2 separate regions of the Triticum aestivum genome follow, and region 1 is linked to region 2. Evidence: chromatin contacts called from public Hi-C data. All regions are on one chromosome and are shown on one strand. Each heading gives the region's core, a stretch centred on a gene start, on an enhancer-like site or on the middle of the called end of the contact. The rest is flanking DNA. Distances are from core to core; before and after follow the strand shown. Region 1 holds the start of LOC123070431 (F-box/kelch-repeat protein At1g23390). Region 2 holds the start of LOC123070428 (chloride channel protein CLC-e).

Region 1 (6,671 bases), core at 18-2,517, 180 kb after region 2:
TTCGGTCGGCGTACCACTTGGGTATGTCTCTCAAAGTGGCGTCGAAGGCACTGGCCTCTTCGTCAAGTTCGGTGGCTGAGCATCGGAGCTGGATGGAGCTATGGGCTGCGGACGTCCCCAACAAGGTCAAGATCCATGGTTGGTGTTTGCTAAAAAATGGTTTGGTTGTAGGGGCTGAACTGCTGCGACGGCATGTAAAGCCTGGGGTCTTCTGTATAGCGTGTGGAAGAAAAGAGACAGTTATTCATCGAATGTGGCGCTGCCCTCATTCGATGCAGTTCTGGAAAGTGCTTGGCAATGGTGTTGGGGCGCCCCTGGCGCTGCTGCCCACACATATTGACAGGGTAGATAATATGCGAACCTGGGTGTTGGATTAGCTGGCGGCAGCATCGAATGAGGAGAAGAGGGTGGTCATGAGGGTGTGGTATGAACTGTGGCTTGCAAGGAACAACGCACGGGATAGTGGACGTATAGAGGACCCGAACCTGATTGCAGACAGAGTGATTTATCTTGATCAGGAGTGGGAGGCGATCAAGGAAACTAATGTGAGGCCGCCAACTGTGCGTAACAAAGATGTCTGGACGAAACCAGAAGAAGGGTGGATGAAGGTCAATACTGATGGTGCACTAGCTAAGCAAGGAGGATCAGGAGGAGGTGGAGCGGTCCTTAGAGACCACCATGGCGCGTTCGTGGCAGGAGCGTGCCATTTTTTCCCAGCTACGTCGGATCCAGAAGTTGCCGAGCTCCTAGCATGCCGTCGGGGTGTTCTTCTAGCACAAGAAAATGATGTCCAGAAGGTGGTGTTCGAGATGGACTCGAACGCGGTTCGGAAGATCAACAACATCCAGAAGGATCTCTCGATGATGGGTCAGGTCGTCCAGGAGATCAAGGAGCTACTTACCCAGTTCCAAGAGGTTAGAGTTGTTTGGGTTCGTCGCTCCGCAAACGTAGTCGCTCATAGACTAGCTAGGGAGAGTTGCTGTAGGGAGTTGTGCCATTCTTGGCGCCTTGTAGCGCCAGACTTTGTAAGCTCAGACATTGCCTCTGATGGTGCACTAGAGCCCCTCAAAAAAACAAACAAACAAAGGGTCAGCTGCCTCAGCGTCAGCAGCAGCGGACGATAATATCTTGCAGGGCCCCGACGAACGCAGATGGCTTGGCTCCGTTCAGGTTCGGCGGCGAAAAGATAAGTCTTTACGTCCTTGTCGTTCCCCTTTTCAAAGGAACCAAAGCCCAAGTGCACGTTAAACGTTTATTTAGTCCCACTTACAATTATTTCGGGTTCCACTACTCAAGTGGCCATGTCTTCGTAAACACTCCGCCTCGTCTATTTAGCTCGTCAGTGCGGGTGCAGATCTAAACTGTGTCCTAGGACTAGTAGTGGGCTAGTGGCTGTCCAGCTTGTCCTGCGTGGACTCGTGGCATCGGAGTTTCGAAAATGGGCGTGAGCATCCCAGCCAGCGAGCCGAAGCACCGGCGGCACCATCAAGAAGGGTGCGAGGCCGACGACGGCGGCGAGGAGTCGCCGGCGCTCGCCGCGCTGTACCTGTACGGGGACGTGCTCGAGTCGGTGGTGGAGCGCGTGCCGGCGCCCGACCTCGCCGCCGCGGCGGGGGTCTCGCGCGAGTGGCTCCGCGCGGTGCGGTCCGCGCTGCGCCGGCGCCCGCGGCGGCTGCCCTGGCTCGTGGTCCACCTCCACGGCCGCCGCCGCCGGACCGCGGCCTACGACCCGCACTCCGGCGCGTGGCTCACCGTGCAGGCCCCGCGCCACGCCACGCCGTCGCACGTGCGCCTCCTGCGCGGCGCGCGCGGCGACCGGGTGTGCGCGCTCTCCTGCTCCGGCCTCGACGTCGCCGGCGACCCTCTTGGGACGTCCGCGTGCGTCGCCATGAAGGCCCCCGGCGTGTGGCGCGTCGACCCGGTGCTGGCAGCGGTGGGCGACCGCGTGGTCGCCCTCGGCGGCGCGTGCCAGCTTGCGCTCGCCGAGGGAGAGGACGCCGCCGCGGTGGAGGTCCACGAGCGCGGGAATTGGGCGGCCTGCGATCCGATGCCGGCGGCGCTCCGCGAGTCGGCGGCAGCAACGTGGCTTTCGGTGGCCGCGACGGATCACAGAGTGTACCTCGCGGACAGAACCACCGGGTGTGCGAGCTGGTTCGATCCGTCGATGCGGCGGTGGGGTCCAACCCGTCGCCTCAAACCAGACGCCGGCGTTTCCACGTGGGGCGTCGCGCCTGGTCGCGCCGGCGCCGAGCAGCTCGTCCTTTTCGGAGCGAAGCGCGAAGGCGAGGGGGCAAAGAACAAAGTCGTCATCCAAGCATGGGAGGTGGACGGCGACACTCTGGATCTGCCTCCCGGCGCGGGCCACGACGCAATGCCGAGCGAGATGTCGGCGAGGCTTTTCCCCCACGACGAGGACGAGGAGGACGACGGGGAGACGCTCCCGTCGATCGCGGTGTGCGGCAACGCCACCGGAGGGTACGTGTACAATTCGGCCGAGCCAGCCAACGGCGCCGTGCTCTACGAGCTGCAGGAGGGGAAGACGGGGGGCGCCGTGGAGCGGTGGGAGTGGGTGCCGTGCGCGCCCTCGGTCCGCGCCGAGCCGCTGGGCCGCGTCATCCTCGCGTGCTCGCCGGTGGGGTTGGACGAGCTCGAGCTGTCGCGTGGACTATCACCTCTGGGCCCACAACGTGCATGTGCGGATGTACAGTGAAACACAGTTTTTAGTTAAATAAAATACTCCCTCGGTTCATAAATTTAAGATGCTTTGTATATCATTCCCTCGGTTCATAAACATAAGATGCTTTGTATATCATTCAAGTTTCAGGAATCTTCAAACCCAATGGACTGACTGAAATGAGTGAGTAATAAATACACTAAAGAGCAATGCTATACGGACGACAATGTAAAGACGATTTGTGGACGACGTGTGGCCGGAGCCAATGGCGGTGCCAGAACTGCAGTCTTGTGTAGTCATTTTTAAATTGTGTAGTCAAGTACACAAAATTAAACAAAAAAATTCAACATTTTTGCAAGCATATGCTAGTTTCATCAAAAAGCTGGGTAGTCAATTGACTACCCAGCTGATGAGTGGCTTCGCCACTGGCCGAAGCCTTTCATCGTGTCGGCCGTGTACAGGAGAACCATTGCATCAGCTGTCGTTCAGGAATCGTCCCGTGAATTATTGTCCGCAAAGGAGTTCCTTACACTAAAACGTGTCTATGTATGTTTGATTTTTAAAAAAAATAGAACATCGTGTACTAGTGATTGAAGGGAGTAGATTGTAGATTGAATCAATCAACAACCATCAACCGCTGTTGTGAGCTTTTCTCTTGATGAAACCAAACAGACACCTCGTCACTTGTTTTAGGCGACTAGGGCGGCACCAACGCCGTCACCACACCGACCCTCTCGTCGGCCTCTTGCTTTCGTCGCCGCCTGTCAGCACCTCCGGGGCAAAGTCCCGCATGGTTGCCGGTGGTGACGGGATCTCTTTCTCCTCCACTCCCCTCTCCCCGGGTGATCATGCGACTGCTTCTCGTGAGATCTGTGCGGCTCCGCTGCCGTTCAAGGCTCCACTAATGTTGGATCCTTCTTGGATGTGATTGGTTGCTGCTTCACGTGAGATCTGTCCAGGCAGCTGGTGAGATCCGTGCGGCTCCGCTGCCGTTCAAGGCTCCAATAATGTTGGATCCTTCCTGGATGTGATTGTCTGGCTGCTTCTCACCAGATCCGTCCCCGCGGCTGCTTCTCATTAGATCTGTCCAGGTGGCTGCTCTTGGTGAGATCTGTGTGGCTCCCCTGCCATTCAAGGCTCAACTAATGATGGATCCTTCCTGGATGTGATTGTCTGGCGCTGTTTGTCACGGCTACCAGCTCCTGCCGATGGGTGGTGGCTCCAATCAAACGGGTTCGTCCTGTGGTCGCCGGGGCGAGCCTAAGACGTTCGGACGAGCAATCTCCAGCATGTCCCCACCAGATCCACGGGGATAGCGCTAGTAAGGTTGCGGCATGTGCTCCACCGTTGGTGATGGCAAGTGTGGTGTCAGGATACGGCGGGGTCGTAAGATGGGGTCTCCACTCTGACATGTTGTGACGGTCTCCATGTGACGACGCCAATGAGCAGCGGTCTTCTTCAGGCCTGACCTCTCGAGTTGCGGATTGCGACAACCACTGAAGGGTTTTCGTGAGTGTTCCTCTCTTTAGATTCGGTGGCTGGTAATGTCGACTCCTATAGTCATGCTTGTTGGAAATATGCCCTACATACAATAATAAATTAGTTATTATCATATTTCCTTGTTCATGATAAAAATTTATTATTCATGCTAGAATTGTATTGACTGGAAACTTAAATACATGTGTGAATACATAAACAACGTCATGTACCTAGTAAGCCTCTAAAGACTAGCTCGTTGATCAAATATGATTAAGGTTTCCTAACCATGGACATGAGTTGTCATTTGATAACGGGATCACATCATTAGGAGAATGATGTGATGGACAATACCCAACCATAAGCTTAGCATCATACTCCTTCCGTCCCGAAAAACATGTCGCATGCGTAGTTCATTGCCAATTTTATAAAAAAAAGCCCCTCATAGTTTCAAAACAATCACAAACAAGTCCCTCCACCCCCGTCGTCTTCCTCCGCCGTCGCCCGTGCGTCTCCAGGGGCCGGCGCCGCCAAGCTGCGTGATTGCCGCTCGCCAGGAAGTGTTCCGCCTCCGTCGCCACATACCTTCAACGCCGTCGCCGTCGCCAAGTACTTGCTCCACCACCGCCGCCCAGACTTGCGCCGCCGCAATCCCCTCCCGCGGCGATTACCTGCGGGCGTCGCCGGAATTTGCCACCACGATCCGGGGGAGCAGGAGCTCCCTCTCATCGTCCTAGAGCTCCCACGAGTCCTCCTCGTGCTCCCTCAAGTCCACCTTCAGCTGCCTCCCGTGCGCCACCGCGATCCAACTACGGGCATTGCCGGAGCCGGCCTCCACGATCCGGTGGACAGCAGCTCGCGCGTGTCCTCCGTGGTCTCTCGCGAGTCCTCGTCGAGCTCCCACGCGCCGCCGTGGTGCTCCTTCTCTGCTTGCGTGCCCGCCGGTGGTGCTAGCCCGTGCTGCTGCATCTTGTTTCTCCTCTGTTTCTCCCTTGCCGCCGGTGGAGCTAGCCCGTGCTGCTCCTGCTCCTCTTCCCGTGTTGATGCTACTTCTCCTCTGCCTGTGCTTCTATTGCTGATCTGTGTTGATGCTACTGCTCCTCTGTTGTTGTTGTTGACTGCCGCTGTGACTGCTGCTGCTGGTGCTATTTGCCCTCTGAAGAAGGTACTCCATCAGAGTACTGCTAGCTGAAGAAGGTACACCATCAGATGAAGTGTTTGTTTCCTTTGTGCATGATTCTTTCCAAAATGTGGGAAAAACTAACTGAAAAAAGCATGCATGAGCAAAAATATGAGAGCACATACAGAAAATTGCACACTTCTATGTCTTATAGATACCGCCATTGGAGCTGAATTAATCGAACTGAGCAAGTTTCTTGTATGAGCAAAAATACTAAGCATTCCACCTTACGGCTCACAGCCAATTTGATAATGCATGCGTGGAAATAAACACTCCTGACAGATTACTTATACACACAACAACGTCTGAATTAGGATGCATGACTAAAGATCTCACCAGGTAAATGTTCAGTGGTTAAATGTGCTGTACTTTTGGAGATGGCTGTACTTTTAATGAGGTAAACTGTTCCTATTTAGACAACAATAACACTACAAAGTAGCTAGATGATCTCGCCTACTGGTAAATGCATGCTTATATTTTTCTTAAATAAAAAAGAACAGATTAGATAGAACAAATAGAGCAGTTGTTATCATAGCATCTCTTCAGTTCTTTACTGCAGCCAATTGATTGGAATGTGCTGTAGTTTCAGTTAACTGACAACAACAATTATGCAAAAAATAGTGTTAACTGAATTCTTTGTGTTGCCGCCAGAGCTTGTTTTCCTAAGGAAGGAAAAAGGTAAAATTCAGTTAAAATGTCAGGTTTCAGTTAATCTATACTCCAAACTGTTAAAATTTACCATCAATTTTCACGGTGCAATTGATAGTCATCTGGTGAAATTGAATGTTTGTCTAGATCAATTATTCCTAGCATTGTGGAATTAGAGCAGATCAGCCAATTTTGAACATACGCAATCACTGTACTTTGCTAACTGTCAAACTGTTATGTCACTGAACATATGCAGTCACTAAACATATGCAAATTTGGAGTACTGTTTGGTACTGCTGGAATTACTCTAGTTTGGAGTACTACAGAAATTATGAAAGTTTGGAGTGATTAGTTGAGGTTCTATTCTAACAATGTCAACTTAGGCAGCTCAACACATGCACCTGCACAGAAAATTCAGTTAAACATGATACTTTTTGTTTAATCTAGACATGTGTATGGTTTGTATGGTGGCTCCAGTAATAACTACTCATGATCATATCTACTCATGATCATAATCTGAAAATTGAGTTAAAATGCATTTGAACTTGATGGTGCCATGATCATAATGTCAAAATTCAGTGGCAAAAGTGTTGACAGTAGTACTCCTCCTACCACTAGTAACCTAAAGGCTCTTGTAAGCTAATGAGCCTTTCTATAAATGGTGCCATGGCAGCATTTCTTGTTTGACTTGCA
Region 2 (5,753 bases), core at 1,329-3,828:
CCTCAGCCACGAAGCGCCTCGCAGTGGTATGCCATCCCAAAGCAGGTCCCGTATTTCATGAACCTATGGTAAAAAAAAAAATACATCCAAAGAAGCAATAACATGTACTTAAACTAACAACGTGAATATTTAAAAATGATTCCCATCAGTAGCAAAATGCAACAAGGTGCCTAAACTTTCAAATTGTATCATTCTGACTTAAGACCTGAAGTTTCAAGTTCACCCAACATTTGGTGGACACCTACAGAATTCGGAATTGGAACCTAGCCAAAGATGGGGTGCCGCATCCTGTACTGTAACGTAACACGTGTCGCAATATACTGAACGTTTTCAGCCTAAGGCCATGTTGTTCAGGTATTCAGGGGGATTAGAGGGGAAGGCACGAGAGAAATCGGAGAAATAATGATTTGGAGTTATGTTGCTTGTTTTATTCATGGGCACAGCTCCCTCTTATATATAGGAGGCAGCCTAAACAGATACTCTGACCTCCAGAAGCCGAACTCTTTTGTGATTGTATCATCTAGATACATCATACATGGTGATGAATCAATAAAAACTTCCATTTCCAAAAGACAAAAACAAAAACAAAAACAAAAAAGATACTCTTATCCAACTTCATAACAGTTTGAAACCTCACTTGAACCTTATAGGTTTAAGGTATCTTTCAACATAGCAAGCCATCAAATTAATGTGACGAATCCATGGTCTGACACCTAGCTGTGCCTGTTAGGAAAATAAACCACGTCGTGTCCGGTCATGGCATGTGTGTGCGTCGCGCATTATGACGTGTGTTTTCGAGTCTGCAACACCTATGTGCATCTGTGTCCCGGTGGCACGTGAGTACATGCTCGCGTTCGTGTCCACCGTGTCGGTCTAGGTCAGGCAATGGTGTGCGCCATGGCCTGGCAAGTTTGTTAGCTGCATGTGTGCCTGTGCTAGCCGAGTCCTGTGTTAGTGCATGGGTTAGTTAGTGGCTGGCTGTTATGGTCGGGTCAGTGCGTTTGTTGGCTACTGGAGTGAGATTGAGAGGTAGAGAGGTAGAAGAAGATGAGGAGCTACTCCGGTCAGCTCCAACAGTGCCAGTGTCATGTCCAGCTAGGACATGGTTGCTTCCAAACTGGTAGGCAGCTAGGCTCACCACCCTTGGCATCGTGTCTCAGCTGGACACAGCTGCACAATTGCAGTCTGCTCCTTGTCGATCCGAATAAGACATGAGGCTATGCTGAGTTTGAGTTGAAAGAAACTGCTAGCCCCCCTAAGCTATATGTTGGAGATATGAGCAATGCTTCGAAGGTATTGTTCATTCGTATATTCAGCATCAATATCCATCCGACTTATGAATGAAAATCAAATCAAGCTAGAACTTTGGCAGGTAGGAAGGTGCCATCGGTTTTTTAAGGTGGTGAAGGCGGTCCTCGTTTTTAATTTTCAGTATGACGAGCTAAATCACGGATACATGAAGTTCAATTACTTGATAGAATAAAATGCAGGTGTCTGAGCTATAATGAGTGCTTCTGATTACCTTCCACGAAATAGCTTCTGATGTGAGCATGGTTAGGTTGGATCATCAAGCTTTTACAACTGGCTACACCTCATACAGGAATGACAACGGTGATCTTCTTATATGTGCCAACTGGCTGCTGTCATGGCCCTTACTGCAGGAGCAGATGGAGTTGGACTACCACGGGATTTATGTTCCATTTGGGATGACAGTTGGTTTGATATGTAATGTTGGATTTCGCACAAGCTTTATGTAGCTTATGATTTCCCTCAGAGCCATTGAGCGTGAATGTTGTAATGAAGTACAGTACTCCCTCCGTTTGTTTTTATAAGACGTTTCACACAGCTTGCTGTGTACTGTTTTGAACAGTGTCTGAATGCCTAAAACGTCTTATAAAAATGAACAGAGGTAGTAATAAATTTGAATGCGTACATCTTCCGATGCAAACACCGAAGGGAAGTTCACTACCATTATCTACTACTCCCTCACTACTGCCAAAAACGCTCTTATATTATGAGACGAGGGAGTAGAAAACTACCACAAAAGCATTAGTTGCATGATTCGTGCAGCAGTTGAGTGACTGTTGAACCAATTTGAAATTCTGAAAGAATCAAACCATAGTGTGGTTCGCAAGCACCTACGGAAAGATTGAAGAGGACAACGGAGACGCCTGTGAGGAAGCCCACGAGGCAGGCTGCGAGCGTGACGAGGTCGAGGCCGGGCGCCATCTCCTCCACGGACGCCTTAACCTGCTCCCCCCGCCGAACCTCGGCCTCCTCGTCCGCCGCTCCGCATCGAACCCGAAGGCGCACGCCCCCGCGGCGGGTACCGGGCAGCAGGGGGCGGGCCGCGACGCGGAAGAGAGGAGGCGGAGATGCAGACGAGGCGAGTAGGAGACGCGGGGAGCACGGGGTCGCGGCTGGCGCCATGGATTCCGATTGCGGGACCGGTAGAGCCAGCTATCTCATCTCTGCTAGTGCTATGCTGTTCTAGTAGGGGCTCGAAGCTGCACTGTTCTCATCTTTGGAGGCTCAAGGCAAAAAAACGCCTCTGGGGAATTCCGGCCTTTCCAGACGAGGAGGGCTGTTTTCTCATTATTAGTTTCCTCGGTATAGTCTGGTGGACAACAATCCGCAACGTTTATCCTCTCGCCTGTGCTCTTTCCCTCGATTTCTGCCCAACTATTCTGAGATAAACGGAAATAATATCTGGCAAACGGCAGCCAGGGAGCTCATCCCAGCGAACGCCTTCCCCGTCTTTGTACGGATCTTGACACAAGCCGATGTCACGTAGATTTCGTTCGCTGTTACACGTTTTCTTGGACGAGGGTGTATCTGAGTGCACGGCAGTTGCATGATGGCCAATCCATCGTCCGATGATCTGCTTGGACGCACTGATGTGCTCTATCGGGCAGAGATCGTCTGCTGTGTATCGTGTGTATAGCAGCGCTCAGGGTGCTTACCACTCGACCGTAGTGGGTTTTTGTGAACACTTGCTACGAAGCTGCCATATGTATGTCAAACCTAAATTTTTTTAAGTGGATTTTCCTTTTGAAAACATAATCCAAAAATCCTTATTTTTTTATTTTGAAAGAAAAAATCCTGATGTTTTTACTGGGTTTTTTTTCTAAACTTGTCATGTGCATTTTTAGTTATAGGTAGCATGGCAATTTATTTTTAATTTTAATCCATGACATTTTTGTGTGTTCCAAAACATGGCAATTTCTATGTCCTTTTGTAATGCCGCATGGCAAACTTTGGGAATTGTATTTCTTATTCATACCATTTTTTGAAAAAAAAATATTGATGTCTTACATGGCAGTTTTATTACTAAGAGAATCACAGTTTTATTACAGCATGGTAGTTTTACTGTTAATAGCATGACAATATTATTATTGAGAGCATGGCATTTTATTGTTAAGAGGATGGTGATTTGGTTATTGAGAGTGTGGCAGTTTTATTATTGTTCGCATGATATTTTTACTAGTAAAAGTGCCCGTGCGTTGCAACGGGCTAACAACAAAAACTCACAAAAATTATAATGACCAACATAAAACAATTCAAGTTCATCAAATTGTGCCAACCTGATGTAAATCCTACAGATCAAATCAATAATTAAGAATAACTCATGTAAGAAAGAGGAGCCTGAGCTTTTAAAAAAAACGTGCACACCATCCTGGTTGAATGTGCTTGAATGGACGCTCCTTCTGGCGCTGCTAGTGGCCACCACTATGACTCCTTGTCCTCGCGGGCACGCGTGGGGAAGGAGCAGATCCTCCAGCGCAAGAAACAGCAAAACACACCAAGAATTATGAACCACTTTTAGCTATTTACAACAAATAGCCCAAGATTACACCACATGGTCATTAATAGCAAGATTGGATAAAAATAGCTTCTTGTATATTTATACACTCACACACCAGGTCCAGTTCTTCTCATTGCCTCGCTGTATATTGTAGTCTTCACAGAATATTAATTACATGATGATGAGATTAACCGAAAAGACTACACTGAATTTTGGCATTTTGCCTATGCAGTAACTCAAAAGACAAACAACTCTTACAGAATAAGAATCGTATGTGTTTTCTTCCACAAAGATCATGAACAGTGGGTTTAGTTTTCTATTTTATTTCATTGTTGACCCAGTCTTTCATGGCTGCTTCATTAGGAACTTGAACATGAAAGAGGACGATAGGAAAGCCTCTTTTTATTACAGGTATATATATTCAGTAGCTCAGGCCTTTGTAGCAAATTTGTATAGGTCTGCTTGTTGTGCCTACCGAAGTATGCACATGTTTTTGACCTGCAAGTGCAGCTAGGGATGCCTGTAATTCAGACAATTAAAACACAAAGTTGATGATTTCTGTGTGTATGACACTTGTGTTCTGTACATGTCCCCATGCTTGCAAGTTGCATTTGCAGTGTATGGAACTAACCTTATATGGCTTATTTGAGGGGACAACAACAGCAGCCAAGGTGGCGGCAGGAAGTCCTCGACGTGTGACCTGGACAACGTCTTGGTCAGTTACTTGGAGATTATGCTTCCATTGCTCACGCTCGCCGGGACACACTGCCGTCACCGTTGTCGGAGTCTTTGTCGCTGGGGGCGGGACTGGTCCCTTCCTACTTCCTAGTTCCTACTTGATTCTGCCATGACCTGATTGCCCTTGCAATGCAACGGGGGCCTAAATATTTTACGTGTTAGAAATAATACAATAATAGAACCCCACATAGTTCTTTTATAGAGAACTTCGCAAACCTCGACTAATCTATATCATGCAGGGAAAGTATCAATCATATATATCTTCAGAATCCCCATACACATCAAGCAGCATTATCTCCCTTTTATTACTTTTATAAATCATTCTTATTTCCTCCAACCAAACTCACCATGTCTATATCCTTTGAGCTAAGGGAATATTTGTACTATGCAGAGGAGAAGATTAACACTCCATATTGAGAGAACAAATCAAGTTTAGTATAGGTGCCATGCCAGTGGCATGTTTGAGATCATGTCGTCGCTGCTGAACCTTGTACTATGTCATCTAGCAGAACACGTTATCATTTGCGTCGTATATATTTCCCTTGATGCATGGGTGGAGCTGAACATGCCCTGAACTCTGATCTCCTTTCCTGCTTTGACTTTAATAAACTTGAGTACATAGTATGCACAGTACTACTACTGTACAACATATAATTAATATTTTACTGTGTGAAAAGAAATTAAGTCAAGACCCTGAAGAATACTACAAAAATATCTAAATGTCCACAACGATGTTCTTAAATTCTGGAGAAAGCTCGTAACCCAGATGTAGATTTCAAGCTGGAAGTTTTATGCACAATCCTTTGTATGTTTGGCAAGAAAAATAATATCAATGAGCTTCTAGCTTCTGCATCAATGAATATATACCAGAATCTAGCCTTTTGTACCCAACCAAACCTAGAAAACAAAGTCTAGAGAGAGGGGGGGGGGGGATAGAGTCTGTCCACTTGCTCTGTAACATTAGGAGCCATGACACGCCAGTTTTCTGCTCAACTATTCGAAGTATAAACCACTTTTACTACTGAGTGCCAACTCGAGAAACAAAATCCCATTGTCATCTTACTACGTAGCAGTAAGCGTTAATTAAGAAGCAATATCTCATATTGTGTAGCTAGAAGAAATTAACATATTAGTCATTAAAGTTGACTCACGGCATTCTTCCTGGGGGCATCCAGCCCTAGTTGATAGCAAGAATTCTTCATGTACTCTT

The links. A called contact is a pair of places that touch in the nucleus more often than the background predicts.
Region 1: a Hi-C map of leaf shows a contact between it and region 2, with 5 times the contacts expected there. The contact joins the promoter of LOC123070431 here to the promoter of LOC123070428 in region 2. A contact is called at or near these places in 4 of 5 Hi-C or Micro-C datasets (leaf and an unstated tissue).

Annotation. Positions count from the first base shown.
Region 1 is chr3B:470,247,846-470,254,516 of IWGSC CS RefSeq v2.1, forward strand. It overlaps LOC123070431 (F-box/kelch-repeat protein At1g23390), which reads left to right and starts at 1,268. Exons shown (of 1, transcript XM_044493655.1): 1 at 1,268-2,840. The coding sequence starts at 1,439. The coding sequence ends at 2,710.
Region 2 is chr3B:470,067,227-470,072,979 of IWGSC CS RefSeq v2.1, forward strand. It overlaps LOC123070428 (chloride channel protein CLC-e), which reads right to left and starts at 2,579. Exons shown (of 7, transcript XM_044493654.1): 1 at 2,143-2,579; 2 at 1-63. The coding sequence starts at 2,430. It overlaps LOC123070430 (a long non-coding RNA gene), which reads right to left. Exons shown (of 5, transcript XR_006433677.1): 4 at 4,437-5,753; 5 at 3,575-4,325.